Linked DNA regions of Mus musculus: all the other regions are linked to region 1. A link is a contact called in public Hi-C, HiChIP or PLAC-seq and promoter capture Hi-C data. All regions are on one chromosome and are shown on one strand. The core of a region is the stretch at or near the end of the contact, and the rest is flanking DNA. Distances in the headings are between cores, read along the strand shown.

Region 1 (6,178 bases), core at 2,067-4,566:
GCCTACCCCCTGGGAAGGAAAGGGAGGGCTGAGCATAGGTTTTCATGCTAAATAAATGTCCTTAAAATCATCTTAACCGAAGAGATCTTTCAAAAAGGCAATCCTGGTGTTGGCTGAAGTACAACTAAAGGATTGGACAGATTGACTCACTCTTGGTTTCCATAAATACACCTTTGTGTAGTGAGGGATAACCCAAGAAGACTGAGTTCTGATTCTCCCAACAACTCCTCCCATGTTGTGGGCAAATCCTATCTTTCTGTGTGCGTTAGTCTTTCCCTCTGAGCAATGGGTATACATCTCGAGGCCTAGACACTGATAGCTTGCCTTCGATATCTAGGTTATTACAGAATGGTGAACTTGTGCTGTGTTTCCTGAGTTTAACAAACCTGATTTTGCCAGGCATAGTGGCGCATGCCTTTAACCCTAGCACCCAGGAGGCAGAGGTAGGCAGATCTCTGTGTGAAGTTAGCCTGGTCTACAAAGCATACTCCAGGACAGCCAAAGCTACATGAATTGGAGACTCTAAGTGGCCACATCACACTTACCATCATTTCACTATGGAGTCAGTCTGCACAAAAACCAAATGTTGTTCTGTCTCAAAAGCAAAACAACAGTAAAAAAATTCAAAAGTAAAATAAATAGGAGAGAGAGAGAGAGAGAGAGAGAGAGAGAGAGAGAGAGAGAGAGAGAGAGAAAGAAAGAAAGAAAGGAAAGAAAATGACACCCGATTTTGAGGAAAGAGTTTTACAGTCTCAGAGATGGTCAGGACTTGTCAAGGCTGAACTCAGCTAGAAACAAAGGTTGGGTGAGCATGGCCCCCAGCCCTGCTCTCTGGGAGCTGCTGCCAATCCTAACATCATGCAGCAGAGATAAGACCACAATCCTCCTGCCTAGAGATGGGTCTGCTTTGGTCTCTTGTGGTCTCTGGACTTCTCTAGAAGTAAGAGTTGTGCAGAATTGCCCTAATGGCCAGGGATGGAGTGTGCAGGACCTTCTAGTTTGGGCTTCTAGTGTGGCGTGTTCTGTAGATCAGATTCACAGGCCCCAGCTTCTCTGGATTACCCGGGGATGGCAAATGACTCCGTAGCACCCCGGGGTTTGAAGACAAGGGGTGCTCAGCTCAGGAGGGGAGGTTTCTCCAGGCTACACATTTTCAGGGGCTCCAACTTGAGATGTGACCTGCAGGTCTCAAACTATAGTGACTCCATCATCCAGGATTGAACCGTGTGCCTGTGTTCACACTTCCTTACTGTCTTCCCACCATGGAGTCAGTCCCCACAGGAGGAGCTACATTGTTAAATCCTGAAGCTGATGAGACTTTAGTTCCCACTTCCCTACAACTTTTCAGCTAGGGAATGCTGCAACTTCGCAGGGCTGAAAAACTGGAGAGGCGGGGATTTTGGATCAGCTGGATAGGCACTTCCCCCCTCCTACCGCAGGGTCCTGTGGTGGTACCTTTCTTGAAAAGGTAAGTTGTGTAGGGCCGCACTTAGTCCTGCAGCCCAGCCTCCCTCCCACCCACGGGAGGGAGGCTTTTTCTCTCTTCCGCGCTCACCATGTCCCCTCATCATAGAACAGTGCTCTTTGATGTCGCATAGCCCCATTACCCCTCTGGTCAGCTGAGACACTGCCTAACAACAGCTTCCAGGACCCTTCTGGCCTCTCTGCACAGACTCCTCGCCAACCCTTTAAAAGCTGAATTTGCCAGTGACAACTCAGTGGCTGGCAGCTTCACACACACACAAATGCACGTTCCCCACACAGTTCTTTCTTCTCTTCCTGTTTTGGCTCACTAGCAGCACCAAATGCCTGCAAGCTTCTCCTCCCTAAGTAGCCTTTGGAAACTATCTTCTTCTTTCAGAATCCATAGCTGCCTTTCTCCCTTAGGCTGGGCCAGAGCCCAGGCCCAAAGCTCCTCAACTGTCCTCTCCACATTTTTTAATGACCTGTATGGCCGTCTACCTTTCCTACGGTGCTGGGAGCTCTAGGCAAAGCTGAGCCTATCTTGGTTCTTTGAACCCAGTGCTCATCCTGGCGCCCAGTTCTGCCAGACTCAGCTGGACCCGGTTTCCGAAGGAATCAGAATCCTGGAGGGCTCAACTGTTTCCCTGAAATCTTAGGTGTGTTAAGTGGAGCCTCGTCCAACTAGGACCTGGGTGAGAGAATTGAGACCGGATTGCGACCTCGCCCCCCCCCCCCCATCTCTCAGCAGCTTCACGGGGGTGGTCAGCCAGAGTCAGGGAACCCGGAGGCGGCGGGAGCCCCGCTCTGCTTCCGCGGCTGGGAGCGAGCTTTCCTCCCGGGCTCGCTCTAGAAGGCTTCGTACAGGTCGCTGTCTGAGAGCGCCGGCCGCTTGGAAGGCTCCTCACGTCCAGGCGCCGCGGTCACGGCTGCGCCGGTTTCCGGCCATGAATTGGGCTTCAGAGTCTGAGCCTCCTGCCCGACTCCGGGCTCAGTGCACCGCCCCGGGGGCGGGGGATGGACGCCCGCCGAAATCTACCCGGACAGCCAGGGTTCGAGCCCGCCGCCCGCCCGCTAAGCATCCCGATGCCTCCTGGCTCGGTGCCCCGGTCTGTAGTCTCTTTGCAGGCTGCATGAGTCGGGGGTCGGGTTCCGAGACCCCCTGATCCGTTCTGGTCAGGGACAGGACTGCAAAATCTCGGCTGAAGTCCCCCAGCGCCAGCGAGTTCCGAGTTCCCCCTCCCCGAGGGTAGTCGATGGCTGTGCCTACTCCGTTTCTCCAGCGAACCCAGAGGCCGGGCCCACACGGCCAAGCCTAGGCTCGCCGCAGACAGACCAAGTCCCCACCGTGGTGCCGTCCTCGTAGCATCCCCCGGCCGGGAGCGCGGAGCACCGGGCGCCCCCTCCGAGCGGGCGAGCGGCGCGCGGCTAGGCTAAGGCTCCGCAGTCACGTGGTGGAGAGGAGGGCGGAGGGGAGGGAGGCGGGCGGGAGGGGAGGGGGAGCGCCGCCGAGGGGGAGGGGGAGGGGAGGGGGCGTCCTCCGCAGTTCGCTCCTCGCCTGGGCTCAGACACATAGCCAGCCCGGAGCCGCCGCGCGGGCCGGGCCGCCGCCGCCTCTGCCTCTGCCGCCCCCAGAGCCGCTCGAGCCGCTGGAAGCGCCGCCGCCACAGCCGCGGGCCGCCCCCGCCGCGCCGGCCTGGGCTCGGGCTGCGAGCGCCGCCGCAACCGCAACCAGAGCCGGCGCGGGAGCCCGAGAGCGCTGGGCTGGGCTGGGCTGGGTTGGGGCGGGCGCAGGGCGCAGGGGCGGGAGCGCGGGGGAAGACGCACGGGCGGGCTCGGCTCTCCCGGGGAGCGGCCCGGGACTGCACCGGGACCGGCGCCTCCCCGCTCCGCGCTGCCCTCGGCCTCGCCCCGGGCCCGGGCGGATGAGCCGCGCGCCGGGGGGACATGGAAGCGTTGACGCTGTGGCTTCTTCCCTGGATATGCCAGTGCGTTACGGTGCGGGCCGACTCCATCATCCACATCGGTGAGCTGGGAGAGCAGACGGACCGAGGCTGGGCGGGGGCCACCTAATAGAGCCGATGATGCGCGGAGTCCAAACTTAGCGGCTCCCCGGGCCGAGGGGCTCGGCAGTCGGTGTTCCCCCGAAGGCCCGCGCCGCCCCGCGGAGGAGCTGTGCTCTGGCCGCTCGGCGCTCCTGCGGGCACCTCGCTACTCCCCGGGGCTCCTGTCAGTGCGCGGGGCCCCGCGGCCTCTGCCGACACTTAGGGCCGCGGCTGCGGGGAACCTGGGATAGACCCTTGTCGAGATGCGTGCCCCTGGCGGGGCTGTCCGCGGGCTGGACCCCTCGTCACAGCTTGAACATTGGGGCCAGGGTCGGATAGGGCTCGGGGCTAGCTAAGTTGGCAGGGCAAGATCAAAGAGGCCAAAGCGGAACCATGTGTGTCTGTGGATGGGTGCTGTCAGCGTGCCAGTGTGTATGCACCTGGCACGGGGTTGGTGTCACTGTGAGAGGGCGTTGGGGTGTGTGGGGCCATCTGAGCTTCTCAGTGCGACTGTCGCGTTCTGTCAGCCTGTTAGAGTGGACACAGTGCTTGCCCGTTTCTCGGTGTGTGTCTGTGTAGCTCTCGGTGTGTGTGTGTGTGTGTGTGTGTGTGTATCTGGTTGTGGCAACTGCAGCCCAATCCTGGACAGTCCTAGAGTTTCTGCCTGATATAAGTCTTGGGGCCAGCGTACAGTGTGGATGGTAGGGGTGAACGGAAGGAGCATGGATAGTGGGGTGGGGGGCGCTGGATGGAGAGGAAGAAGAGGAAAAGCAGAGGAAGGGGAGACCGGAGGAGGGGTAGTGATCAGGAGTTTGGAGCAGAATGGCTGGGATCTCGAGAAGTTGGGCCCGGTTGGGGGACTAACAGCGGTCGCTTATGGGGGAGCCCCTCTGCAGTCGCCTTTCCGGAAGTTGGGAAAGACCAGCTAACACGGATAAACTGGGGGTTGGGAGGTGTGAGGAAACGTGGCTGATGTTACCCGCGGAGCAGAAGGTGGAGGGGATGACAGGGACAGAGTCTCTACTCCAAGGGCTGCGGCCTCCCCTCTGGTGCCGGTGCCGGGCCAAGATCCAAACGTGCTTCCCGCCCAGGAGCCAGAGTGGGTCTCGCGGTCAGCATTGCGGCTCCAGTATAGTGAGGAATTCGGGAGCCGAGTCCTTTTCCTACCCAGCTCTCGGCTCCAGGGCAATTAGAAGGCCAAGCAATAGGACCTTGGCAATGACCCTCGGCGCCTGGTAAAGGGGCTGTGGGGGGTCAGTGAGGACCCCAGAGCAGCAGTCCAACTGATCTCCGCTATAGGGGCAGGGTCAGGGAAGCTGTGTGCCTAGTGAAAGCGTCAGGTCTGCCAGAGCTCCGGATGAGCTGTTCCTGCTTCTAGAAGGGCCATTCAAGAGTGGTTTCTTCTGGGACTCTCCAGTCTTGCTAGATCAGAATGTCTAGGGGTTTAGGATATAGCCCCACCCCTTTCATACATACAGGAAGAGGAAGTGAGAAACGAAGAGCAGAGGCACCAGGCCTGGTAGCATCTTGACCATACAAGATTCTGGTTATCAATGCCTTCTGCTTAAAGAAAAAAAAGTCTTTGGTGCAGGAGAGCCGGCCGGCCGTGGACCACCTTTTCACTTCTGCATTTGCCAGGGAATGCAAAGGAAAAAAAAAAAGTCATCACTCCATTCTGGAATTGGGATAGGGGAACCTTATCATTTTGGAGAATTTACTCTGGTTCCTGGGATGGGATTTATGGGACCACATCAGGTGCATCTGAGCAGGAGGCTACCTCAGTCTCTTACTGTATGGGTCATGGCTGGGACATGAGGTGCTTTGCTTAAGAAGCACATGTGACCTGATGGTAGCATGTGGGCTATGAATGTGTAACTTATGTCAACCGTGCACGTGTATGATGTGGCGAGGGGAACACACCCCGTTTGGGTTATGATGGGAGATGTTTAAACTACCCAATCAACAATCAGCACAGAGTCTTGAGGCTAGTGCCTCATGCCTGAAATCTCTCTACTTGTGAAGGCTGAGGCATAAAGAATCACCATGAATTGAAAGCATCTAGGGGCACAGAAGGAGAACCTGTCTCAACAAAGCATTATAAACCAAACCAAACCAAAGTCTAGCTCAGTCCTCCCACCACGTGGTACCCAGTGGTCTGACCCTAGGGCTAAATGAACATGGGAAGGGTTCCTCTCCAGGCTTGGTCTTGACCCCTCTTCTTCCTCAGGTGCCATCTTCGAGGAGAACGCAGCCAAGGACGACAGGGTGTTCCAGTTGGCTGTATCAGACCTGAGCCTCAATGATGACATCCTGCAGAGTGAGAAGATCACCTACTCCATCAAGGTCATCGAGGCCAATAATCCGTTCCAGGCGGTGCAAGAAGGTGAGTGGTCACTGAGCCCATGCATGAGTCACTAGGCTGCAGGCAGTGAGGCCGTGCAGCAATGGGTCCAGGCAGGGTTGCTACCCAATCCGTTGTACAGAGCCTCTTGGGCACTTACTTGGCTGCTATGTCAGGCATGGTGGCGTGTCCTCCCAGGCCTAGCAAGGTAGGCGGTTCGGTGCGGTCTGGGCAAGCAGAGAGCCTCTACGCACCTCAAACGGCTCTCCTGGCAGGACTGTGTGGCTTCTTTCCGGCCAGGTGGATGCGCGTGTGCGCTCTGCGCCGCTAC
Region 2 (6,178 bases), core at 1,862-4,361, 230 kb after region 1:
ACCTACAGAGAGAAACTGACCTGATTCAACCATCCACACATCTCAGAAGACACGAAGTTTGTTTCAGCTGCTGTGTTTTGGGAGGCTTGCTATGCAGCATTATTTTGGCAACAACTAACCGATACACTGGGCCATATTTCTGTGCTCTGTACTTCTTGCGGGTTGGGAATCAGAGCATCGAGTATAGGGTTGGGTTGTGTATTTGCATGTGTACAGGTGCAGAGAGCACATGGTGGGTGGGCAGAGTAGGGTACCATGGATGGGATGGCTCCAGTGGATGAAGGCAGTAGCCGTGAGGGTGAGGTGCTTACTCTGTGATAGGCTCTGTACATGCCTTTTCTGCCTCACCTGGGAGAAATCCTGTTTTCGATCTTGTTTTCACAGCTGAGGAGTCTCAGGCATATAGTATAATATGCATGTTTGTATCCATGAGTATATATTCATGCATATGTCAGTGCCTTCTCACATAGAAGTGTCCAGCCCCAGAGAAGAACCACAGGACCTTTGCTGACTGAAGCGTCATTCCTACCAGGCATCCATGACAGCTAGCATTTGTTAAGGTTTGTCACAGGTCATAACTTTTTGTGTCTTTCATTGTGGTATCCTCTAAATTCAATAGGTAGTTTAAAAAAAAAAAAACCCTCATCTTACTTGTTGTTGTTCTTGAGAATGTGGGATGCAAAGAAACATGGATTGGTATAGGGTTTGGTTGGCAGTAATCTGTCTTGGTGTTGTCCTGGAGGACTTCCTACTTACACTTATAAAGCCTGTATGTTGTATACCTTAAGGGGCACTATTCAGACTATGGCCATTATATCTGGATAGCTATCGGGATGCACTTCCAGCAAAGAGTGTGAGCAGAGTAGCTATTTAAGGTGTGTGGGACTGTGGAACTCCTGTCTACTCACATCAGACTAGAACTGGTAGCATACAGTGTGAACTTGATGTCCTGGACAGATGCAAGACACATGGATGTTAGCTCCCTAAGGCCTTTTATGTAGTTCATAGAGCTACCACAGACACATAGACCATAGTCAGAAAGATAGAAAGACAGACAGACAGATGACAGACAACACACATTTGAATTCACCCACTGGCAAAACATTGTGGCTATTTCTTCCTCTATTGCTCTTTGCGGGTGGAATGCCCCTTTCACAGGGGTTGTCTAAGAGCATTGGAAAACACAGATATTTACAGTATTATTCATAACAGTAACAAAATTGCAGTTATGAAGTAGCAATGAAAATGACTGCATGGTTGTGGGTCAGCACAACGTGCGGAACTGTATTAAGGATCACAGCATTATGAAGGTTGAGAAACACTGGGGTAGTGGGTCCTAAACAAATGTCTAACAGGAGTGGTGCCATCTTGCTGTTGTCCCCTAGCCATAGCCATCCCGAGTAAAATGACCCCTGATAGAAAACCTTTAGTGCTGAGATTCAACAGAATACTTCTAATGTCTCAACATAACCTGATGGATTCACCTCAAAGTTATTAGGTTATTCCAGGAGGAGTCCTTGTTTCTATTATTGCCCCCTGTACCACACCATACCCACGAAGCCTTTCCTGCAGAGCTCTAGCTGTTTGGCTCTCTGCCTCCAGGAATGCCAATCAGAGAATGCTTTGTTTTTCAGGCCATCAAACTTGGAAGTAGTTGGAGCTGTGTCTTAAGTTTGGTGTCAGGGTTGCCTTGAGGAAGGAGTTACCTGCAAGATGAGGAGTGAGCACTGACAAACTCCATCCCACCTGGGCAGCAACACTGATGCTCAGCTTCGGACTTAGGCATGCCTTGTCCCAGGCTCGCAATCCTGTGCTGTATTTGTGTTGGTATTCACTGTGGGGTATCCAAATGTAGGTGTGGCCTAGCCTGTGGGTAGCTATATTGTAGCTATATTCTCTAGCCTCCAGGTCTTAAATCCTCTAGTTCTCAACTGACCTTCATCAGTTCATTTTCCTCTTTATTTCTGGTATCTTTCACTCTTTTCCTCCATTCTCCCTCCTATCACACCCATCAATTCTAATAAGCTCTCCCTAGACGCCAACCTCTAGCCCTGGAACCTCCACACTGTTGGCCAGCACTCAGTACTTCCCTCTGACTTCCATGACCTCTTAGATGGGCCGTTTGCCCTGTGTCCTCATCTGACCAATAGGCACCAATCAGAGAGGCATGTGGCTTGGTTAAGTGTGCAGCTCCCGCATAGAGCATCAACTTGAACTCAAGGTCCCTCTCCCTATTCCCACCCCTCAGTACAGGCGCCTCCCCCAACTCTCAAGACTTCACATCCAAGTAAGGAAGAGCTGCCTACTGCCTGCCACTTTCTCTGTTATTCTCTGACCACATGTACACCGCTTTTATATGTAATTACTTTTAACCTAGACACAATTTTGTGCTCCGCTTTTCTAACCTAACATCCTGCCTTAAACATTCCCTGTGTGGTCTCAAAGCCTTTGTAACAGTCGTTTTAATGATTGCATCTAGATGAAGAATTGATGTTCTGTAGCTTACCTAATGTTTCCTGTTATTGGACATCATGACTGTTCCAATCTTCTATCAATTGTTTTTGACAGTGGTAAAAATCTGCATGGGTACCGTTTTATTATTTTCTTTGAATTAATTCTTGAAATATTCTTTGAATATTTGCTTAAAGTTTCCTGGAGCATGTCGGAAGGTCAGAGTGGGGAGCTGCATTTGATGGATAAGCACCTTGCTGACTGGCACCTGCCTGTTCTTGGCTCTGCAATGAGAATGTTAGAGGACGCCATTTTCAGTTTGCAGTCTGGAACACAAGACTTTGAAGAGTCTTGTCTCGCATGGCTTTCTGACCCTAAGTCAGTCTGGGCTGTTCTTCACATTGCTAACTCTGTCGTCCTGTTTATCTCCCCACGGTTGCTCAGGCCAGCCTTTCCTGGACACCTTGCTGTCTGTAGTCCTGCTAGATATGAACTGGTACCCAAGCTTTTCCTTTGAGCTCATGTTTCACACTGCAGTGATCTCTCCGTCATATGCAGTTTTTGACTACTGTCAGTCTCGCCCACTAGATTCTAATCTTTGCTAGAGAGGGAGTACAGCTGCCTCTCTCCCCTAGTACTCGACATGCAGAATGGGCTTTATAAGTGCGTTCAGGATGGGAAATGCAGCCCCCGCATGCCCAGAACAACACTGATAAGTGGCGGCTGCCCCCTTCCAGCTCCGCTTTCTCTGAAGAACATTCTCTTTCCATCACTGAGATCTGTATCTCAGAAGGTCAGGACTCAGATTGGAGTTTTGTGAGAACAGGAGGCAAGCACGGCAAATGTATTCATAGGGCTCTGGGGAGAGCAGATGCAGAAACCAGCAGGGCCTCTGGAACAGAGGGATGGCTCCTGAGAGTGCCTCTGAACTCTGCTGACTGGAACCCTGGGCAGAGAATCCAGAGTCTGGGCCTCAGCTCCCTCACATTTGTGGTTGACATGCATCATGCCCCTCTCAGCTTGGGGACAATGGGATCCTCCCTCACCCCACTGTCTTCTTGGGCATGTTAAACTTACCCTAGTCCTTGCGTTATCCCAAATACCTAGTTTCTCGTAGGTATTTGGGATAACATTTCTTGTTAAAACACAGCACATTCAACTGAAAACACTCCTTCAACTTTCTGAGGGAAAAGGTGCTGAGAATTTAATCCAGATGTTCAGAGCAACTGGAAATCACTACTTAAAAAAAAAAAAAACCACCTCTACCTAATTATGTGAATAAATAATGAGGTAGGGAGTGGGTAGGTTTGATTTGTCAGGTAGAGTCATCTCAGCAGCCGAGTGCAGGCATGTGGAGGAGGCAGGGGACCTGTCAAAGCCCTGTCACCTGCTGTAGGCTTTGCTTGCTTCCAGCTTTTATGTGATATATCTTTTCCCTTCCCATTTTCACCTCACATCCCAGGCACCTGCACTCCAGCTTGCTTTCCAGTTGTGGGTCATGTGGACAGGTTCAGTGCACTGCCATAGGTCCCAGGAGATTAAACTCTCTGATACCCATCTGGATTCAGTGAGTCCTGAGTGTGGTACCTACTGTAGTATAGTGTAGGCACGAATCAGCAACCAAAGGGACAGTGAGGCTCCACTATCCTCAAGACTGGGGTTGGGTTTGGCCAGACCACTGAAGAAGCCATGAATGGTATTTAGCATTTAGCTGGTTGAGGATTGCTTCAGATGTGTGGGCCCCAAGCTATCCATGCTTCTTCTGTGAAATATTGCTAGCTAGGGCTGGCCTTTAGATTTACTGAATATGGTGGTCAGATGCCTGCATAGCTCGTCCTTGAAGCAGGAACCTGTAAATGAGACTAAGCCACACTGGTGAGTCTGAGCTGTGCTTCTGATAGATTAGGGGACACAGGTATGGGAGAGAGTGTTGGGTCTTCTCATTATGTTCCTGGCACCCACACACGTACTGAGACCTTGCTGTTAGAGACATGTGAGCGTGGAGAGTAAGTGTGTTGGGTGGGAGGATGTGGGTCCAGGTCCACCCTGGACTGGATGGCGACTTTGCAAAGGCATGGAGATCCTCCTTTCTGCTGGTTTAGTGTTGAACCCTGTGATGGCTATTCTAGGTTGCCAAGTTGACTGCTATGTAGAATGAACTAAAACCCAAGCAACTGGGTACACCTGTGAGAAATTTTTCTTTTCAAATTAAATTATTTGAAGTGGAAAGACCTGTCCTAAATCTGGATCTTCTAAGGTGGGAAGATCCACTTTTAATCTGGGCCACACTTTCTTCTGGCAGCCTGTATAAGGACCTGGACAAAGGAAGCTGATTGCTGATTGCTGAGTGCCTGCCTGCTATCACTGCCATTACGGTCTTTGGGGTTCCAGAATATACTGAAGGTCAGCTGAGACACCCAGCTTCATAGACTGAAAAAAACACTGGATTCTTGGACTTTCCATTGTTTGATGGCCATTGTTGGACTAGCTGGACCATAGCCTGTAAACCACTCTAGTAAATCCCCGTCCTAGATCAATATATAGTCAATGGATATAGATCAATATATAGAGAATATCAGTTCTGTTTCTCTAAAGAATCCTGACTAATACAAGCTCTGTTCTATATTTCCCTAAGTCTGTTCTTGCTAACTCTGTAAAGCTAAGAAAGTGAGAGAAGCAGATTGCAGAAGAGCTCTCGCCAACTTCCATGTTAGACTGGAGCATGCCCTGTCAGCATGTGCATGTGTGTATGTGCATGCGAGTAGTTTGAGTAGACTCCGGGGTGGCAGTGGAGAGCCCCAGGCTTGAGGAAATATTCAGTGGAAGGAGCTCTCCTTCTGGGGCCCAGGATATGATGAATGAATATCTCCAGAGAGCCAGGAACACCCTGCAGTGTGTGGTCAGTGCTGTCACCGGATGACTAATTCATTTCTAGTGTGCAAGACTTGGCCCAGCATGCTTAGTAATGACTTTCTGCTTCCTCCATGACATGGCTGGGGGAGATGGAAGGTGATCAATATGCCTGGGTGGTGATGCCTTTGTCCTTCCCATCCTTGGGATGTAGTGTATGTCTTTTTGTAAATGCTCCTAGCGATTGTAAACAGTTTATAAGATGGCTGAGCAGAATGTGAGAAGATGTTAAACGAGGAGGGAATCGGTCCTGTCCTCCAGGAAGATGTCACAGGAACCAGCTGTGGGATATTACCTCTGGGCTCCTCTGAAGTCTCAGTTCTTCTCTACCTAGGCTCTAGCCCCCTGTTACTGACAATTGTTCTTGAGATCTGAGGCTCTGAACATTGAGTCCTGTAGTAGAGCCTCCTTCAGTGATACATGGAGAATCAAGCCATGGCTACTGAACTGAGGGAAACATAAGAGCCCAGAGGCTGTGGTTACCTCCAATCAGGTTGAAGTGGATGCACTAAGGACTTGCCTTGCTGCATCCTCTGGCCTCTGACCTCAGGGCAGCCTCAGGAGGCAGAGTAGTGGCTCTGTCTGGACCTCCTTTCCTGGCACTGTCTTCTATGTAGGATACAAGGTGCAGAGGACTGTGGTCTTCTTGTTGACCTTTGGCTATTGCTTTTGTCTTCCTCCCTTGACCTTGTGGACTGGTTTTGAATTGCACTATGGGCCTGAAGCTCACTGAATCACCTAGGCTAGGCTGGGTGGCCAGCGAGCCCCAGGGATCAGCTGGTCTCTGTCTCCCAAACCTGGGGTTACAATTGTGCAT
Region 3 (6,178 bases), core at 2,227-4,726, 210 kb after region 1:
AGACCCTCTGCAATTCTTTGGAGCTGATGTTGTGTTCCACTCACCCGTGATCCCGAGGTGATCCCGAGGTCCTGAGGTGTGGAGAGCACTCTGAAGCCCTTAGTGGCCTCCTCTGGGCTCAGAAGGAAGATGGTGGGGGTGGCCCTCACTGGAACAGATCCGTGTTTATTATTATTATTATTATTATTGATGCCTATTTGTTTTCTGATGAGACACAGAGCAATAAAGAATTTGGACATGGGTGGGTAGGGAGGAGGGGAGGATCTGAGAAGAGTTGAAAGAAGAGACAACCATAATCAGAATATATTTTATGTAAAAAATATCTACTTTCAGTAAAAAATAAAATGAAATAACATAGGGCTGATCTCATAGAAGCAGAGAGTAGGAGTGGTAACTAGATGCCAGGAGGGGGATGGGAAGGGAAAGGAAGCTGGTTATCAGACACAAGATCCTCTTGGAGGGGTGGGGGTGGGAGTGGGGGTGATTAAGTTCTTGTGTTGTCATAAGAACTTGTGTTAAATTCTGCAAAATAGTTGGACAAGACTATTTTGAATGCTCTGATCATAGATAAATGTGTATGAAGTAATAGACAAACTAATTAACCTGACTTGCTTGTTGTACAATGTATATATGTATTAAAACATTTCACTGTATTCTACACATATTCAATTATTGGGTTAATTAAAACAAAAAATAAGAGTAATTCTTGTTTTGGTTTGTTTTCTGTTGCTGTGATAAAACATTCTGATCAAAAGTACCTTGGAAAGGAAAGGGTTTATGTGGCTTAGTCTTCAATGTCACAGTCCTTCATTGAAGGAAGACAGGGCAGGAACGTAGTCAGGAATCTGGAGGCAAGAACTGAATAGAGAGAGATTACAGAGGAATGCTGCTTACTGGCTTGCTCCTCTTTGGCTTGCTCAGCCTTCTTCCTTACACTGTCCACAGCCAGAGGAGGGGGAGGATTGCTTTGCCTGAGGATTTAAGGATTTCTTAGAGGTCCCAGGAGGAGCTCAGGGACTACTCTTGGCCATCCCCCTGTGGTAGTCCTGAAACTGTTCTTGCTACAGTGAAGTTGAGACTAGACTTTCTGTTAAGTCTATCTTCTCACCAAGATAGCAAGCTCATGGACTATATAGGAGGTTCCTTGATACCCTCTTATATGTATGACAGATGTGAAAAGGAGGGAATCTCAGAGCAGAATTAGTAAGCAAAACCTGTTTAGTTAGCACTGCTTATTTGGGCATGGGGACTGTGGCCTTGTGGATCTGGATACTCAGCCTTCTGTCAAGCCTCTGTCCCTGAGCACAGGATAATAGACGTAATAGAGACATTCTAGACTGGGCATAAATAGCTTTCCTGTGTGTTGACAATTTAGGCTACAAATGACAGAAATGAAACACTATATGGGTTAGTCAGCAAAGGGAACTCTTGGTCCATGAGCAAAATGGCACCTGGCCCCTCACAACAGTAGGTCAGCGAGTGTGCCATCTTTCTGGGCTTTAGCATTCACTCTGAACTCTCACCCTTGGACAATTGGTCCAATAGCTTATCTTGTAGGGACTCCATCTGAAGGCTGGAAAAGTCTCAGTGAAGGACCTTGGCCATCTATTCGCCTCTGAAGCACTTGGGACATGAACTTCTCACTGGGATTGGGATGAGTCATTTCTTGGGACAAAGCAGAAGGAAAGAAATTCCAGGAAGAAAAACAATCAGATCCTGAAGCAAGATAGAGCCTCTTCTATTGGCTAGAGGTTGTCACATGAGATGCTGACATTCAGAGGGTTAGAGAAGGATCCAGGATTAGAATGACCTATCCAAATCTTGGGTCAGCTCTTTTCAGGGTAGTCTGTTGTGTTATCTGACTGTAGATGATCAAGACACCTCAGGTATGAGGTATAGAGGGAGATGGGGGAAATGTGTGGCAAGGTCACCAGTCTACATAGACTGGAGGGCAGAACTGCCAGAACTCAGAGCACATGGGAGAGTATAGAGCTTGTTACAAAGGGTGATTCTGGCATAGCTTGGGTGGCAGAAAGGGTTCCTGATGCTACCAGACAACCACCTTATATCCTGGGGCTGGATACTGATGAGGGATACTGGGTCTATGTTGCTGCCTTGCACCATGCTCTGAATAAGTGAAGTAGATGGGGACTCTTGTTACTTCTGATGGTTGCGTGAGTTGGGTGTGTTGGCGTTAGTTGCCCTCTCAGATAGATCCTTTCCCACTTAAAAAAATGATTCTTTCCCCTCTTCTTCCATGCTCAGATATCCGTGGGCTCCAAAGCTTCCTGGATCAGGCCTCAAGGCTGGGTCTGGATGTCTCTTTACAAAAGGTGGACAAGAACATCAGTCACGTGTTCACTAGCCTTTTCACCACCATGAAGACCGAGGAGCTGAATCGCTACCGGGACACACTGCGCCGTGCCATTCTACTGCTCAGCCCACAGGGGGCGCACTCCTTCATCAATGAGGTAGGTCATGGGATCTGAGGCCATTCATGCCTGATGCTCAGGACTGCTGAATGGCCTAAGTGTGTACCAGAAACAACAGAGAACAGAGGGCTCAGCCCACAGCACCTAACCATTCAGGAAGAGGCCTGAATGTGACTTGGATACTGGTTTGTCCTCAGCAGATGACTCGGTTCCTTCACAGACCACGAGGAGGCTTTGAGGCTGGTGAGAAGCCTGCATATGTTACTGCCTCAATTCTCTGAGTTGAAACCCAGCATTTTTATTCCCTTTAATTTTCTTTTGTTTGTTAACAGGTATATACCTATAGGGATGGAAGGAATTTCTAGCTCTCTGGAGAAGTGGGCAGGTGTTCCGTGGGATTTGTTGACATGTGATGGAGGTATCTGTTGCATATCAACAGTATCAAGCAATCCCTGAGTGAGCATTATTCTTAGGTGCTTGGACTGATTTGTGTGTGCTTCTTTTAAGAACACCTCTATTAGGGATGGAGACTTTCTAATGAAGACAAGGAGGGCCCACCAATTTAACAAAGAATCCATTAATTTGACATCAGGCTAGGAAACTGTGGACTAGAATGAGCACCATTGGTGCTGGCTCCAGAGGTCTCATGGCAGAGAGGCAATAAATAGGAGGTAGTTGCTAGTCACTCCCTAGGGTTGAGTTTGTTTGGGCGAAAGGAGTTACTGGGGGTATGGTGTGTCTGGGAACAAGTTATGGCCCAGTGGATTATGGGATCATGAGCAGTGGGATGATCCCCCAGGGTTTCTCACATAACCCAAGCCAACTTGGCCGGCCCACTCTGATTGAAGGTAAAATGAAAGAGAATGGCAGAATTACACTAATTTCATCTGATGTACTTTGCTTGCTTACTCTGCTTTCCCCTCTAATTAATTATCATTCAAAATGCTACCTCATGCATCAGGAACCAGCACGAAGCCCACTGCTGGAGAGCTTAACATTGGAAAAGCTTAATTCGGTGTAGTTGGCCAGCAGCCCTGCCGCTCTCAGCTAATCAGGTCCCAGTTGTGCTGGTGGTCAGCCAGGCTGTGCTGTGCTGTGGGTTCTCAGCTTCCTCACCAGAACTGTCGTCTCTGCACGCAGCGATTCAGCTTTGCATTAGCCGGACTGACATGGCCAGCCTTTCCCCGAATGTTCCCAGTGGTGTATTTGCAGAAGGCTGCTCCCGGGTGACTCTTCTCTCTGTTGTTTATTGCCAGGCTCAGGCTCCGCCTGGGGAGAGCGTCCACAGATTCTGCTGCCAGCTTCCCAGCTTCTCACTTTCGTGCTAATTCCTTGGCCTTCCTGCTTTTCCTTCCCCCTATGCCACTGGCCTGCTGGGAAGCTTGGGAGAAGATAGACCATGAGCTTTGCAGTTATGTAGATTTGGATCTAGTCTCTGATCTAGTTTTTAATGGTGTGACATTGATCAATTTGCTTGGTCCTTGTAGCCTCAGTTTATGCATCTGGTAAGACAGTGGTGAAAGAGGAGGCAGTAATGATCAGCATTTGGTACCAAGCTTCTTAGCATCCATCCCTTTTATCTGCACATACATGTATATTTTCCTTCTCCATGGATCTAGGCGTTTCTTGTTTCTAGGCCCCAGAAGGATTTACACTCAACGACAACTGGCCTAAATATGTTATTTCCAAGTGATTAATTATGCCAAGTCCTGTGGTGCAGGGCATACTTGGCTTGGCTTTAGCCAGTTGTCTTTTCTAATCCTTCAGACTGTGTTCACAAATCTTTGTGTCTCTGGGTGGTTGGGGTGAGACTTCCACCAGAGTGGCTTCTTCCCTCGTCTGGAGACTGAGTGTGAGGGTAAGCTCTGGATTTTGAGTCGAAGGACACACCTCCTCTGCCTTTTCTTTCAGCTCCTATAGTGAAAGTCCAGGATCATTGTGATGCCTTTAGAAATGGATGACGCCATGTCCTCCTGATGCCCACAGTGGGCCTGGCCCCTTGTGTTCACTTCCTCTTTAGAGCACTTGGCAAATGAGGAAACCAAAAAGCAGATGTCAAGTAATTTGTATGAAGTCATTTATTTTACTAAGAGATGGAAGGAGTTCCAGTCTAGGTATGGCCAGTTCCAGAGTCTCTCCTCCATGCTTGGTGACTTCAGAAGACATGGTGTGCTACACTTTCTGTCATGGACACATGCGTCTGTCTGTGCCAGCTCTGTGGAGGAAGATTTGCCTGAAAGCTTTCCTCGCGCCTCATTTCTGAGAGCCTTACTGTGTAAACATAGATGGCCTCTATTGATCTGAAGGCTGGAGGAGGATAGTTCTGTCCAGCTGTCTGGGCATGCAAATCATCCAAAAGATGGGAACTCACTCCTGTACAGTGGCCTTGGCATTGCCCAGAGCCATTGCTCCTCAGGTAGACTGACCCACTTTCCCCTTTGTTAGTGCAGGATAGATGAGTCCCGCGAGGGTGACCCACTGTCTGCATTTTATGACATTCTAAGCACTGTAAGGTGAAGTAAATACTTCTCAGCCCTACAGGACAGTGATCAGGGCTATGGTGTTGGTTGGGAGGGCACAGAAGAGCTATAGTCCATGGTGGTTGTGTGGGCTTCCCAGTTGCTAAGCCTCCCTTCTCCCTTCCAGGAAGCATGGCTGAGTGGGAGGGGATGAGGACAGGTAGCTCTGCTGGAAGCTTACATTTTTTGATATGTGAATCTGCTGTTGTGGCTGGCTGACACCTCCATTGTTGTTAGTCAGAAGCCCTGCCAATTGGGACCTGCCAGGCTGTCAGTGAACCAAGTTAGGAGCTGCTTCTCTAAATAGTCACCTTAGTGAAGCAGATCAGCGCTACCCGCCCTTGGCCTGGAGGTTACATGGCATCACTGGATTATCTGTGACTCTGCATCATGAGGGACAGTGTTGCCTGGGGCTAGCAGATGCCCAGACTCTGGTCTTGATGATTCCAGGAAGTTGGTCAGAGACTGAGGCCTTGGTGCCTGCCCAGGGCTCTGTGGGCTCATGGACCCACTCCCAGTACTGTTTACCACTCAGTCTTGATTCCTTGTCCTCACCTCTCAGGAGTCAGGCTCACCAATCATGATGTTAATATATTGTCTTGAAAAGGTGCACGCCTTTAATCCTAGCACTCAGGAGGCAGAGGCAGGTGGATTTCTGAGTTCGAGGCCAGCCTGGTCTACACAGTGAGTTCCAGGACAGCCAGGGCTACACAGAGAAACCCTGTCTCGAAAAACCAAAAAAAAAAAAAAAAAAAAAAAAAAAAAGTAATGAGAGGGTTAAGTATTTGGCTTGGTGTAGAACAGTTGGCTAGCATGTGCCAAGATGCTATCCCTAAGACAACAGTAAAATAGAAACAACAACAAAGTAAAGGCAATGAGAAGGCCCTACGCTGGAGCAGCTGAGTGTGGAGGAGAAGCATCTCCTGGAGCAGCTGAGCTGGGAGGAGATGCCTCCTGACCCTGATCTTGGAAGGATAGTGTCCTGGTATTCCCATCCCATGCCTGTGATCACCACATTGATGTCCTTGGGGCTTGCTAAACACTTTCTTCCTCCAGCAAGGCTTGCTGTGTTCAGCTCTTGGCCTTGGAGGGAGGGTGGCTCTTTTCAGTCATCCTAACTAGGGAGAAGATTGGGCTCATTGTCTTCCCAGTGAGGCTTTGACCGCTGGCTGTTGAATGGCTTTAGTGGATTTTAGTAAGTTTACCTTTGATGTTATCTTCACTCAA
Region 4 (6,178 bases), core at 1,890-4,389, 190 kb after region 1:
GGCTTTGTGTGCCTAGTCTGTGTTGCCTAGCGGGCCACCTGATGTACTTTATATCCAGAAATGTCACTGTGCTTTGTCTCTAGGCATTACCTTGTGCTCATGCAGAATGATTCGTAGGTCACCCAGCTAGACCGTTGACTTTGTAAAGCTGGGATCCCAGGGGTCCTGAGGTCCTCTTGGTCTAGAGTTTAATCCCCTCTTGTTTGTGTGTAGAATTCATGCTCAACCTATAAGACCCACTCTTGCAGTTTCTCGAACGCTGTTTTGAGACTTTTGTTGATGGTAAGCAGACCCCTTCATGAGTACTTCCTGGCATCCCAATGCTACTGACTTTCCTGTCTTCAGTTCGGTTCTCTGAAGCTTATCTCAGGTTCTTGTCACTTTCTCTGACATCTGCTACAGAACATGACCTAATTGGGCAGTAGATAGAGTGTTGGAGAAAGCCTGAGTGAGGGATTGAAGTCAGAGTATTGCTGCTGGGGCAACAGAGATCTCTTGAGTAATGACTGGGGCACCCTGCCATTTTTGGGTTGTCGATGGTCCTGGGAATCAGAAGGGCCTGGTGTGTAGTCGGACAACAGCGCCTTTCAGGTCGGAAGAGGTGGCACCCAACCTGGGTTGCTTCTAATTCATCTCAGCTGGGTGTGCTGTTTTTAGTATCTTGGATTTTTCCTCAGTGGTAATTTACAGGACTAATGAGGATGCCATGTTTCGCTGTGTAATGGCAGTTATTAATACTGATCGCACATTAGCAGCTGGTAATGGAGTGGTCACATCTGCATCTTCTTGCCATTCCGGAAAGCTAGACTCCAGCATCAGGTCTCTGGGGAGTTCTGTTGAGCTTTGGCTGAGCCCTCTGGAGAACTGAGCTTGGGGTTGCCAGGCCCAGGTGCGCCTTACAAGGAGCAAGGTCTCTCCTGGGAGACAGCTGAAGTTGCACCCCGTTTCTGTTTGAGCCGGTGACTAAGCTGCAAAGTGGACATCATCTAGTCATTCCTTAGGGGTGTTCAGGCCCAGGTGAAGTCTGGGCTACACGTGGTTCCCAGATAAGCACAGAGTTTGTGCACCTTCCTCCTTCCTGTCACCTCTCAGGTGTCTCTGGCTTGCTGGAGAATTCTGGGTTTGAACTTCTATTCAGTCTCTTCCTTGCTGGATAACCTCAGAAGACATGAGGCTGTCACGGGGATGGATGGATGAAGTAGTCTATGCAAATTACTCAGTGTAGCGGCACAAAGTCAGACCTTAAAAAGCCCCTGCTGTGTACTAATCATCTCGGCTTGGTATGAAGAAAAGAGTATTCTATGGTTTAAATGGATTTTTTTTTTCCTCACAGCTCTGGGGTTTAGGAGTTCAAGAGCAAGGTGACAGACAGATCCAGAGTCTGTTGAGGGTTCAGTTCTCTTTCTGGTTTGCAGAAGTCTGTTTTCACATTGTGTCGACACACAGGGTGGGGAAAAAGCTGGATCATTGGTCCGGCCTCTTGTTTCCTATCAGGGCACTAACACATCACCATCCCGCCCCCCCTCCCCGGCTTCCCCACTAATCTTCCTCCTTCTTCAGCCACCAGGACTAGGAGTTCAACATGGGGGTTGGAGGGACATAGACATTCAGACTGTGACATGCCAGTAATATTATGCCATTGCTCCTTCTGCAATGGCACAGACACACTATTAACAAAGAGCAAAGATGTTTAGTTTAGGGTCCCTGGAAATGCATGGGGAAAGTTACTTTTTTTTTTTTGTGTGTGTGTGTGTGTGTGTGTGATCTTATTTAAGTTACCTAGAGATCTGGAAAAACATCCTCAAAGCACAGAGGTGGCTCATTCCGTTCTTGTCTGGTGGTATTGGAGAGTCTCAACCTTTCTGTCCTTCCATGTCCTCATCTGGGAAATTAGGTGTGATCGGGCATCATCCAGAGGCTGTGGGGAGGGAGACAAATGGTGGCTGAACAGCCTGAAGCTCCAGGGGACTATGTTTTGCCTCTTGGCCTCCACACCCAAGGGTCCTAGAGGCAGGAAGTAGCCATCAAAACTGAAGGCTATCCATTGGAGGTATCAGCTGGGAGTCTTGCCTCAGCCCCAGGGGACTGCTGATACCTCTAAATGCTGTGCCATCCATTATCCAACAAAGCCAGGCAGTGTCCTAAGCAAAAGCACAGTCCCTCCAGATCTTACAGGAAGCGCTGCTAAAAATCAATCCCAAATACCTTGTAAGTGAAAGGTGACAGGGACATCAAACTTTATTTGTGAAAATTCTAAAAATCATTAGCATATTATGGATTCTATAAAAAATATGATCTCACTCAGTTGACGAGAGGGAATTGCAAATCAAAGGCACTATTTATTGCACTGGGAATAAGGGGCCTTGCAGATTAAAAAAAAAAAAAGAAAAAGAAAAACCAAAACCTGATTGAAGGAGCCAGAAATCTGAAACATGAAAGACAGTAGCAGATAAATATCATGGAATTTTCTGCAAATGCTTCCCATCTCTGAACAGAAGTTGGTGAAGAATTATTTTATAAACCCATTTTCATTATAACATGTGTAAAATGCAAATCTTGATCATTATGTAAATTAGTTACTTGGTGTAATTTACTTAATTCAAAGCACTTAATGCAGCGTGGTATGTTTTTTCCAAAGTGCCAGAGTAGACGTTTATTTTAAATTGTTTTTAATCTTGATCTTCCATCCTGATTATTTAAAATGTTTTTCCCTTGTGTTTGTTTTTTAAATGGAAGGGAATAGAGCTTGGTGGGAAGTGGAGTGTGCTCTGATCAGCCAATAGCCTCTGCTGGCAGGGCCCTGGGCAGGGCCAGAGGAGACCCCGTGTTTGAACACAGATCCACTGCCAGAATACACCCCCAGGGAAAACATTTAGGCCTTCTTTCTTCCCAGAATCTACCCTCCCCTGGCTTTGTGGCTGCTTCTGAAACCTGCCCAAGCAGAGCCTCCTGGATGTTATTGGTCCTCATTAGAGGTAGAATTGTGTCCCCCTTTCTCAGAGTTTTCAATGACAGCTCTTTCCTTTCAGCTACTTTGCAACTCTGAAATTCCCATTATCACAGAGGGTAGAGCCGACCTTTTTAGTTTCCTATTGTGTCACCCGATTGTCAGGACGGCACCTCCTTTCCTGACGAGCCTCTAGAACAAGGGAGATGATTTGCTCATTTGAGAACCTTTCTGGGGGCGTTTCCTATGCTGATGAGAAGGTTGGAAGGGAGCCGACAGCGGGGACATCTGTTTTGTGCTGTGGCAGCTCTAATGTGTGCCTCTCACGGAAGCATGCCCAGCTCTCCTGAGCAAGGTGGGGCACTTGTTTGCAGAGTAAAAATGGCTCAGAGAGGTGTTGCAGGAGGTCAATGAGCTTGTGGGGCAATGGATTGGAATGACTATTCCGTGCACCTCTGGTTAGGGGATGGGTGAGGTGTGGGTATGGATGGGTTGATCAAACTTGGCTTCTCTGTGTCCTTCTAGAGCTCTGTATCCCAGGCAACCAGGAGAGAGGGCATTTTGTTTTGTTTTGGGGGGGGGTAGGTCAAAGCTGTCCATGTTTAGGGGTATGACATGATGTATGGGTACGTTAGGCAAGGTCTAAATCACGCTATGCAAGGCTGTCACTAGCTCACACTCTTATCTGTTTGGCAATTTTCAAATATAAAACATGCTAGTATGAATTGTAGTCACCATTTGTTCAAAGTGTCTCCTGAATTTATTGTTTTTATTTATTTATTTATTTTTAAATTGGAGGTTTGGCCCTTTCATCCATTCCCTCAGTTTACACAAATGCCAGCAGCCATCACAAGACAAATTTCTAAGAGTTCATCTTTTTATACTCCTTATATGAAAGAGACTACATGGTACTCATCTTTCTGTGTTTAGCTATTTCACTCAATATCATGTGTTCTGGATTTTCCTGCTTGTTGCAAATGACATGATTTTATTCTCTTTTTTCCTGTGCCGAATAGCGTTCCATTGTGAGTAAATGTTACACGTCTTTATCCATGGATTTGCCGATAGACATGCGGGTTGATCCTATATCTTGACTACTGTAAGTAGTGTTGCAATGGCAAGCATGACAGTGCTAATACAGACATTATTACTATCTAGCTATGGCAGTGGCAGAAGGCCATAAGAAGATAGCCACTGAAATGACAGCTTGTTGTATCAAGGGAGGAGAGGTGACACTGGGAAGAAATGAGACACGGTTGTACATGAGCTAGGGCCTTCCCTATGGTAAGCAGGCGAGGAGGGGGAATCAGGCTGAGAGCTGGCTGGCATGGGTGATTGCAGTAGGCTTTGGATAGTAGGCTGTCCCTGGCCCTAGGCTGATTAGGGCAGGTAGATTATATCCTGGAGTATGAGAATACAAAGAGAAGGGGGTTGGATGGTGGGTCCTGGATGGGTTGATTTACTTAGAATGGGATATGTGGAGCCATTGGGACTATCTCCAGGAATTGACCAACCCTAAGTGACAGCAGGAACCCTGATACCAATGAACAGAACACAGAAAATCCAAGACATGGGTAGCACAAAGGAATAGCTTTTGGTGAGTGACATTCATTCCAGAGGTACCCTTGACTGTGGTCTGGACCTTCCTTGACTGTAGTCAATTCTGACTAGGATGTTGAGGCCCAGAACAATAGGCACCGTGCTGTTGAGGATAGTGTGTCTCGAGCATCCTCCTCACCTGAAGACAGTCCCTGCCTGGGTTCTTGATTTTTTTTTGCCAGGTCATGACAAAGAATAACCTGCTTCCTGTTTTATTATTGCGATGGACTCATCTGTGTGTCTCTGGCCCCCTTGCTACTGAATCAGCCTTCTTGGTGACTTCTGTAGTCTGCATGGATTGAAGGTATGGGTTAATTTATTCAGAATATACAGCTAGCAAGGGGAAAGATCTCACATTTAAGGCACGCTCCTAGAATGGCAGAGGGATCACTCCCTCCCTGCTTTCAGGTCAGCCCCTGTGAAGAAGGGGGTTCCTTGAGGGCAGATCTGTGAAGCCCTTGAACTCAGATGCCCTGTCACCCATCCCGGGGTCTGACTCAGAGCAGTGTTCGGACAGGAAGGAAGAAAAGTTGGAAGAAGGAGAGAGTCAATAGAAAGAAAAGATGCAGAGCTGGCAAGCTGTGGAAGGAGCAGATGAGACACAGAAGGATTCTGAGCTAGACAGGGCTGTTCCTTATGATGGGTATCATAGCAAGTCTCTGTGGTTTCTGTTCTTAGCACACATTGATGTGTATGGTGTGTGCTTCCTCACCTGTGGACCCAGGCTCATCATACCCTGCTTTGATAGCTGCTCTATGCCCCTGACAGTGATGAAGGCTTTGGAGCTGGTAGTGGGGAAGGGAGAAGGTGATAAAGGACTTATGGCACCTGGACAGAGGTCTTAATAAGGAACCTGAATGATGGATAAACTATATCTGGGAAGAAATTCAAAGTCTGCTTTTGGGATCCCAGATAGGAAAAGAAGCGCAAAAAAATATGGAGACTCAAAGTTCTGTCTCAGCCTTTAGAACATTTGCCAGTAATCTCCGAGCTCTTCTAGCTGGGAACTCCTCCTGGGTGCGAGGTGGCAGCCTTCATGCATATCCCTGTGCATTACAGATGGTAAAATATTCTTTGTACGTACTCTCTGTGCCTGGGTCTTTCTCAGAAATTGAAATAGTAGGGGAAGCAATTTGAAATGTGTTCTTTCGTTTCAATTCCTTTTGAGAAAGACAGTATTTAAAATACCAGGTGACTGTCTGATCTTTAAGAAGGAGGGAGACCATCACAGATGCAACTTCAGATTTTTTGGAAAAAAAATTCCCATGATTTCACTTCCTTGCTTAATACAGCTTTGCCTTCAGTGGTATGTGTTTGCTGAAGTCACACTGGGCTTCAAGCTGGGACTTTGGCTGATTTCACAATTTTATAGGCTTCTATGGTCTTTGTGGTAGATGCTGAGCCTGGGGTAAATAGAGAGTCAAGGAAAGTCCAGTTTCTTCTTCCTGTGTACCCACCTGTTTTAATATCGTTTCGTGTAACTCATTTTGAAGGAGGCATAAATTCCAACTTGGAGAACTGAGAGGGTTTTAGAGGGAAGAGTGGTCTGAGCTGGGTCCTGATGGAGATGTGGGGTTGAGAGTTTTGAAGAAACATGATGTGGGTGTAGGGTTGTATGCATTCTCATGTGTG
Region 5 (6,178 bases), core at 2,385-4,884, 150 kb after region 1:
TATGTTTTAGAAACTAGTTTTACTGACATCAGACTTCTCTTCCAGAATACTTCCCCAAAAGATTCTTGTGAGGCTCATGTTATCCCACTGCTGAAATGGACTAAAATATTATAAAAAGTCTAAGCTGGTAAGTATGTACATGTAAAATCTTCAACAAAAGATTAGTGATAATCTCTAAACAGGAAAAAGCAGACTTTGTCCAGGGACACAAGGATGGTTTGATATTAAAAATCAAATCATGTTGCCTGAAGATTTTATCGAAAGGACCCAGATGTAGCTGTCTCTTGTGAGACTATGCCGGGGCCTAGCAAACACAGAAGTGGATGCTCACAGTCAGCTAATGGATGGATCACAGGGCTCCCAATGGAGGAGCTAGAGAAAGTACCCAAGGAGCTAAAGGGATCTGCAACCCTATAGGTGGAACAACATTATGAACTAACCAGTACCCCGGAGCTCTTGACTCTAGCTGCATATGTATCAAAAGATGGCCTAGTCGGCCATCACTGGAAAGAGAGGCCCATTGGACACGCAAACTTTATATGCCCCAGTACAGGGGAACGCCAGGGCCAAAAAGGGGGAGTGGGTGGTTAGGGGAGTGGGGGTGGGTGGGTATGGGGGACTTTTGGTATAGCATTGGAAATGTAAATGAGCTAAATACCTAATAAAAAATGGAAAAAAAAATCATGTTGCCTGGTGGTGGTGGTGCATGTCTTTAAATCCAGCATTCTGGAGGTAGGTGGCACTCAGTTCAATTTCAGTGTGGCCCCAGAATGAGTTCCAGGACAGCCATAGTTATACAGAGAAACCCTGTTGTGCACCACCCCCTAAATATTTAGAATCATTATACCAACAGATTTGAACAACGTACATGTTTATGTTGTAGCACAAAGCATTTGAAAAGATCCAGTGTCTCAGGAGAATAGGGCACAGGGAGACTCTTCAATCAGGAAAAGAGTGTCTGTGACAACCTAGAGCTAGTACCGTCTATAGTGGGGATATACTGCATAACTTCCCTTCAGGATCGGAACCTGAATGTATGTCTACTCTTACTGCATCTATGAACATTTTGCAGAATGTTTAGGCAAATCAAGTAAGAAAAAGAAATAAAATAAAAAAAATTAGGAAGCAAACCTAAGATGTTTAATCTACTGATCATATGTATTGAAGTTCAGTGCGATCTACAAAAAATTATTGGGATTAACAAGTGAATTTAATAACATTGCAGTGTAGAAATTAGTATTTAAAAGTCAAGTGTGGAAGTATATAAAAATAAATAAAGAATACTATCTATAGTAGTGTAATAATTTGAACTCTGGTAGGTTATTGATGGGTTTGTAATAGGTTCAACAAAAATCAACAGGACCCCTGTATACATATAAAACTATAAAACAAAGCTGAAATTGAAGATGCCCAAGTGGAGAGGCACACAGTGTTCACAGATCCAAAGACTCATTACTGTTTAGATGCCAGCTGTACCCCAAATGAATTTTCTCGATATAATGCAATCCCAGGAAACCCTAACATATGTTTTAAGGGGTGGAAATTGACAAGCTGACTTTAAACTTCACACAAAAGTCTAAAACACATAGAATAGTCAAGAGCATTTTGAAAAACAGTAATGAGGCCTACCATTACATGACTAGGAAACACTGAAATCCTACAATAATCAAACTGCTATGGTATAAGCACAGATAAGAATGGCTACAGCAGAATAAGCAGTGCAAAATCAACTCCCACTTACAGGGATGATTGATTTTCAACAGAGTTGTAAAGGCAATCCTGGGAAGAAAGAAGTCTTGCTGCAAATGGTGCAGAAACAACTGAGTGTCTGTCTGCAAGGAAAGATGCCTCAATAGCCTTGCACTCACCAGTGTAAACTCAAGACTGTGAAAGGACTGGGGGAAGACAGAAGGTAGTGCTTGTGGTAGAACAGAAGGCAGAGGCTGTGGTAGGACGGAAGGCAGTGCTTGTGATAGGATGGAAGGCAGAGGCTGTGGTAGGATGGAAGGCAGTGCTTGTGATAGGATGGAAGGCAGAGGCTGTGATAGGATGGAAGGCAGAGGCTGTGGTAGGATGGAAGGCAGTGCTTGTGATAGGATGGAAGGCAGAGGCTGTGATAGGATAGAAGGCAGAGGCTGTGATAGGATGGAAGGCAGAGGCTGTGGTAGGATGGAAGGCAGAGGCTGTGATAGGACAGAAGGCAGAGGCTGTGGTAGGATGGAAGGCAGAGGCTGTGGTAGGATGGAAGGCAGTGCTTGTGATAGGATGGAAGGCAGAGGCTGTGGTAGGATGGAAGGCAGAGGCTGTGGTAGGATGGAAGGCAGAGGCTGTGGTAGGATGGAAGGCAGTGCTTGTGATAGGATGGAAGGCAGAGGCTGTGGTAGGATGGAAGGCAGAGGCTGTGGTAGGATGGAAGGCAGTGCTTGTGGTAGAACGGAAGGCAGTGCTTGTGATCTGCTGCTAGGCAAAGACTTGTCAGACCAAACACTAAAAGCACAATACATGAAAGGAAACTAAAGTTCATAAACTAGATTGCACTACAGTTAGGAGCTTCAACTCATTAAAAGATAGTACTAAGAGTATAAAAAGCCCCAGACTGAGGGAAAATATTTACAGATCACATATATGATAGAGGATGTGGGATATATTAATAACTCTTAAGATTCAATAACAGCACAATTAAAAATACATTTGAACATTTGAATAAATACTGCACCCAAAAGGATAGATGGATGGCAAAGAAGCTCATGAAAAGATGTATATTATTATTATTATTATCATCATCATTATTAGGATGAAATTAACACTACAATGAAATGCTACTATATTGCTCCTCAAATTGCTGAAATAATAAAAAAATAATAATGGCCGCGCCAAGTCTACAACACACCGAGCAGCTGTGGGACAATCTTAAATTGTGCTGTTGGTTTGAAAACCAACACCACCACTTTGGAGCAGTTTGGCAGTTTCTTGAAAAGTTAAACACACACCTGCCACATGAGTCATTCGGCTCCCAGGTATTTATTCAGGAGGAATGCAAGTATAATTCACACAGAGATGCATGTAAGCAGTAGCTTAACTTGTAATACCTCTGACCCGCAGCTCAAGTATCCAGGGACAAGTGAGTGGGTAGATGAACTGAACATACCTTTATGATGGGCCACCACTCAGTGTTACAATGTAGTCAGTTATGAGGACAGGAGCAACAGGGGTAGTTTACAGAATAATTAGGTAGCATGAAAGCAGATAGGCAAAGAGTATACACTCTGCACTTATAGAAAACTATGGAATAGCACAGTTATTTAAGAAATCCATAGTAATAGATCGGAGATTAGTGCTTGTTTAGGGACAAGGTAGAACAGAAGAGAAAAGCAGGGACAGAAGAAGACTTTGTGATGAGTATATTCTCTATCCTGATTGTAGCCATTCATATGTTAAAAATGTAATTTACTATATCCATTACACCTCAGGATAACTGTTACACAAACTTCCCAGCCTTTTCTCAGTATCAAACTGCCTGCCACAGGGGCTGTTTCTGTCCTACAGAAAAGCCATCGTGCTTGGGTTCACTCAGACAATTGCTCACCCCATGCAGTTTCCAGAGGCTCCTTAGAGGATTGGTGTTTGTAACATCCGTCACAGATGGGAGCCATGCCAGCATGCAGAATTCCTGTCACACGCTGGAGAGAGAGGGTGGAGCATCTGGGATTATGTTGTAAGCAGGAGTCCCAAATACAATAAGCAATTCAGCTAATAGTCCTTGACATGGGCTACAAAGGAAGCTAAGTGAATCGAGATCTTCTCAATGCTGACATCATGGCTTTTAATCTCTGAGTTACAGTTTTCTTCCTTTATCACCCATCTGCATTAGAGTTGATTGGTAAATCTCTGGCCTTCTTGGAAGCCATCCAGTGGGGACACATTAGTGGGTGGGTTATGGAGCAGTGGTGGGGAGAAGTCCATCAAATGGGCTCAGACAGCACTGTAATTAGCATGCCCCAGACACCAGGGTGCTGTGCTAGGCTGGCCTTGGCTGGTCTCACTGTGGTGCAGTTTGTTCTTTTCTACAAAGAACTTCATTTGTGGCAATCAATGAGGAGCAGTATGGTGGCTCCTCCACTGCTGCCTCATGGTTTCGTGGCCTAGAGCTTCTCTTTGCTTCGGGTGCTAAGTTTTCCATGCCAGATTTCCAGGGGCAGTGTGTGCCATCCTCAGGGCAAGGTTTCTTGGAAATGTCCACAGACCCTGGAACTCTGAAGCACCTAGAATCTTGTGTCACAACCATCAGGAAGGCTGAGCAGCCATGGAGAACTGATGTCAGGGGCCTGTATAGGAAGATGAAAATGGCTGAATGTCCTTCTGGTGTCCTTCATCGCACTTGACTTGTGATAATAGCTTCTAAACACAAGACTACCAATCTAAACACACAAGACTACCAATCTATATGCTCACCACGTAAGTGTTCAACGCGTGCCTTCTGAATGCCAGCCTGAATTCTAGGCTGTGGGAGCTCACACACAGCAAAGAAGGAATACATGAGGAAGCCAACCAGACAAATATTCTAAGTAATCCACTCTTGACATGACTTAATGTCCTTAGTGCATATGGCCCCCCTCTCATTCAAAGGTTCCATAATAGTACATTGAAATGGTATGTGCATGTGTGTGTGTGTGTTTCTGTTTCTTAATTAATTTTGGAATTAATTAAGGAATAAAGGAATGAATCCAGAGCCTCACAAATGCTAGGCAACTACTCTGCCATTGGGAGATATCACAGATCATAGGTTCTAATTACATTTGGAACATAGTATAGGGCGTTAGAGTCTCTCTCTCTTCACAAAAAGTGATACTGTCATATCTCCCCAATCAGGACCCTGGGCAACCTTTTGGTCACCTTAGTCTCTGTTCTATTCATCAGTTTGTTGGGATGAAGGAGAGGAACAATTGAGGTTATCTTTGCCCACTTGTTGGCCTGGTATCTCCAATGGTTCTCTCCGGTGTCCTTCATTTGTAGAAGCTGAAACTTCTCTTGGGATCATTGGCTGGTCCTCTCACCTGAGGATACCACCTAGAATGCCCTTCCCTTTGTCCAGCCAGTCCTGCCGGCCACAGTCTCCTATATTGCCTTTGTGCAGGCTGCAGGAGCAGCAAAATTTAGTGGTGCCTGAGGTCCAGAAGTGTGACTCAGGTCCCCACTGTGGCTCTTTCTAGATCCTGTCAAGCTCCTCTGCCTGTGTTCCTCATGGGATCTGGGTGATGCTGCTCTTAGTCCCCTGCAGGAAACAGTTGATGATGGAATGGGATCCCTCATGAGAAGGATCAGGGGATAGCCTTTCATTGGTAGCCCTTTCCATTAATGATTGTACTGAATGTGTATGCAGACACAAATGTACTGTTTTGAGCCAAAGGATTCTTTGTAGTTGGCAGGCCCAGTATGAACTATGGTGCCATAGTTCATAAACATTGTTCTGTGGTCAGTGGGAGCAGTGGTTCGAAGATGCAGGGAGAAGGTGACTTGGGGCTCCACCAAAGTAGCTTTTGCTAACAGAGTGGTTCCATGTGACTCTCCACTTGCCAATTGTTTGACCTGGACCAGTAAAGGAAACACTGTGTGCTAAAGCTTTGTCCTCTGCAATCTGGCAAGGACTTGACCCACTGCTGAAGTCATTGTGAGCCTGGAAGGGATCACTGGGCAATGTAGTGATAACTGTTCCACTGGATTCTAGGGTGACCAGGGAAGGATGGAGGAGGAGAGAGAGAAGGACTAAGGCTGGGGCAGACTACATACAAGATAAGCTTGGCCCATGTGGGTTTTTGTGTTTATGTAGGAAGAAGGAATCATTCTTTGAGGACGTCTATGCTGTGGGAGGTTCTGCTTTGGGATTTCTGCTTTCTAAAGGTTTCACCTATAGACTGGAGGTATCCTTATCTGAGGATGTGACTCCCCAAGGATTCCAACTTATCCTTGGTTCAGGCCAGGCTGAGATTGATGTGGACCTAACTCCCATTGATCCAAGGAGAAATGGGTTAGCATGGGGCCCTTGGATAAACCAGGCACACCCTTCTGCCATGGCTGTGTGCCCAAGAGCGTGTTCCTGACTCCACTAAGAGAAAAACCGCATGTATGAGAGAACCTTCTACCCCATATATCTGGGCTAAAAGGTACCATACTAGAGGAC

The links. Promoter capture Hi-C pulls out the DNA fragments that hold promoters and counts their contacts. Hi-C and Micro-C count contacts between places; a contact is called where the count stands out from the background. HiChIP or PLAC-seq counts read pairs in DNA pulled down with a chosen protein or histone mark.
Region 2: an H3K27ac HiChIP or PLAC-seq map of VIP interneurons shows a contact between it and region 1, with 2.7 times the contacts expected there. The contact joins the enhancer-like site here to the promoter of Grid1 in region 1. A contact is called at or near these places in 4 of 39 promoter capture datasets (embryonic stem cells and liver), 3 of 484 Hi-C or Micro-C datasets (cerebellum, cortical neurons and embryonic stem cells), 8 of 115 datasets of contacts at active chromatin or transcription factors (VIP interneurons, embryonic forebrain, embryonic stem cells and 1 more) and 1 of 9 other capture datasets (embryonic stem cells).
Region 3: a Hi-C map of cerebral cortex shows a contact between it and region 1, with 2.6 times the contacts expected there. The contact joins the enhancer-like site here to the promoter of Grid1 in region 1. A contact is called at or near these places in 6 of 39 promoter capture datasets (embryonic stem cells, hippocampal neurons, liver and 2 more), 1 of 15 datasets of contacts at CTCF or cohesin (embryonic stem cells), 2 of 484 Hi-C or Micro-C datasets (cerebral cortex and embryonic stem cells), 5 of 115 datasets of contacts at active chromatin or transcription factors (astrocytes, embryonic forebrain and embryonic stem cells) and 2 of 9 other capture datasets (embryonic stem cells and pancreatic islet).
Region 4: a promoter capture Hi-C map of hippocampal neurons shows a contact between it and region 1, with 4 times the contacts expected there. The contact joins the enhancer-like site here to the promoter of Grid1 in region 1. A contact is called at or near these places in 3 of 39 promoter capture datasets (embryonic stem cells, hippocampal neurons and stem cell-derived epiblast-like cells), 1 of 15 datasets of contacts at CTCF or cohesin (embryonic stem cells), 7 of 115 datasets of contacts at active chromatin or transcription factors (a beta-TC-6 cell line, embryonic forebrain and embryonic stem cells) and 1 of 9 other capture datasets (embryonic stem cells).
Region 5: an H3K27ac HiChIP or PLAC-seq map of neural progenitor cells shows a contact between it and region 1, with 4 times the contacts expected there. The contact joins the enhancer-like site here to the promoter of Grid1 in region 1. A contact is called at or near these places in 3 of 39 promoter capture datasets (embryonic stem cells and hippocampal neurons), 4 of 484 Hi-C or Micro-C datasets (cortical neurons, embryonic stem cells and ventral hippocampal neurons), 5 of 115 datasets of contacts at active chromatin or transcription factors (embryonic forebrain, embryonic midbrain, embryonic stem cells and 1 more) and 1 of 9 other capture datasets (embryonic stem cells).

Annotation. Positions count from the first base shown.
Region 1 is chr14:34,816,820-34,822,997 of GRCm38.p6, forward strand. Grid1 (glutamate receptor, ionotropic, delta 1) reads left to right here and starts at 3,317. Exons shown (of 16, transcript NM_008166.2): 1 at 3,317-3,487; 2 at 5,734-5,889. The coding sequence starts at 3,409.
Region 2 is chr14:35,046,305-35,052,482 of GRCm38.p6, forward strand. The region is part of intron 4 of Grid1 (glutamate receptor, ionotropic, delta 1); the gene reads left to right. Among named protein-coding and RNA genes, the nearest start is that of Gm41133, 84 kb to the right of the region's middle. Within about 2 kb of position 3,112, at least 4 of the 459 cell types and tissues checked have an H3K27ac peak or open chromatin away from gene starts, as enhancers often do. A contact at or near this core is called in VIP interneurons, where this site is marked.
Region 3 is chr14:35,024,480-35,030,657 of GRCm38.p6, forward strand. It overlaps Grid1 (glutamate receptor, ionotropic, delta 1), which reads left to right. Exons shown (of 16, transcript NM_008166.2): 4 at 2,266-2,471. Among named protein-coding and RNA genes, the nearest start is that of Gm41133, 110 kb to the right of the region's middle. Within about 2 kb of position 3,477, at least 7 of the 459 cell types and tissues checked have an H3K27ac peak or open chromatin away from gene starts, as enhancers often do. A contact at or near this core is called in cerebral cortex, where this site is marked.
Region 4 is chr14:35,006,067-35,012,244 of GRCm38.p6, forward strand. All of the region lies in intron 3 of Grid1 (glutamate receptor, ionotropic, delta 1), which reads left to right. Among named protein-coding and RNA genes, the nearest start is that of Mir346, 110 kb to the left of the region's middle. Within about 2 kb of position 3,140, at least 13 of the 459 cell types and tissues checked have an H3K27ac peak or open chromatin away from gene starts, as enhancers often do.
Region 5 is chr14:34,965,642-34,971,819 of GRCm38.p6, forward strand. The region is part of intron 3 of Grid1 (glutamate receptor, ionotropic, delta 1); the gene reads left to right. Among named protein-coding and RNA genes, the nearest start is that of Mir346, 74 kb to the left of the region's middle. Within about 2 kb of position 3,635, at least 27 of the 459 cell types and tissues checked have an H3K27ac peak or open chromatin away from gene starts, as enhancers often do. A contact at or near this core is called in neural progenitor cells, where this site is marked.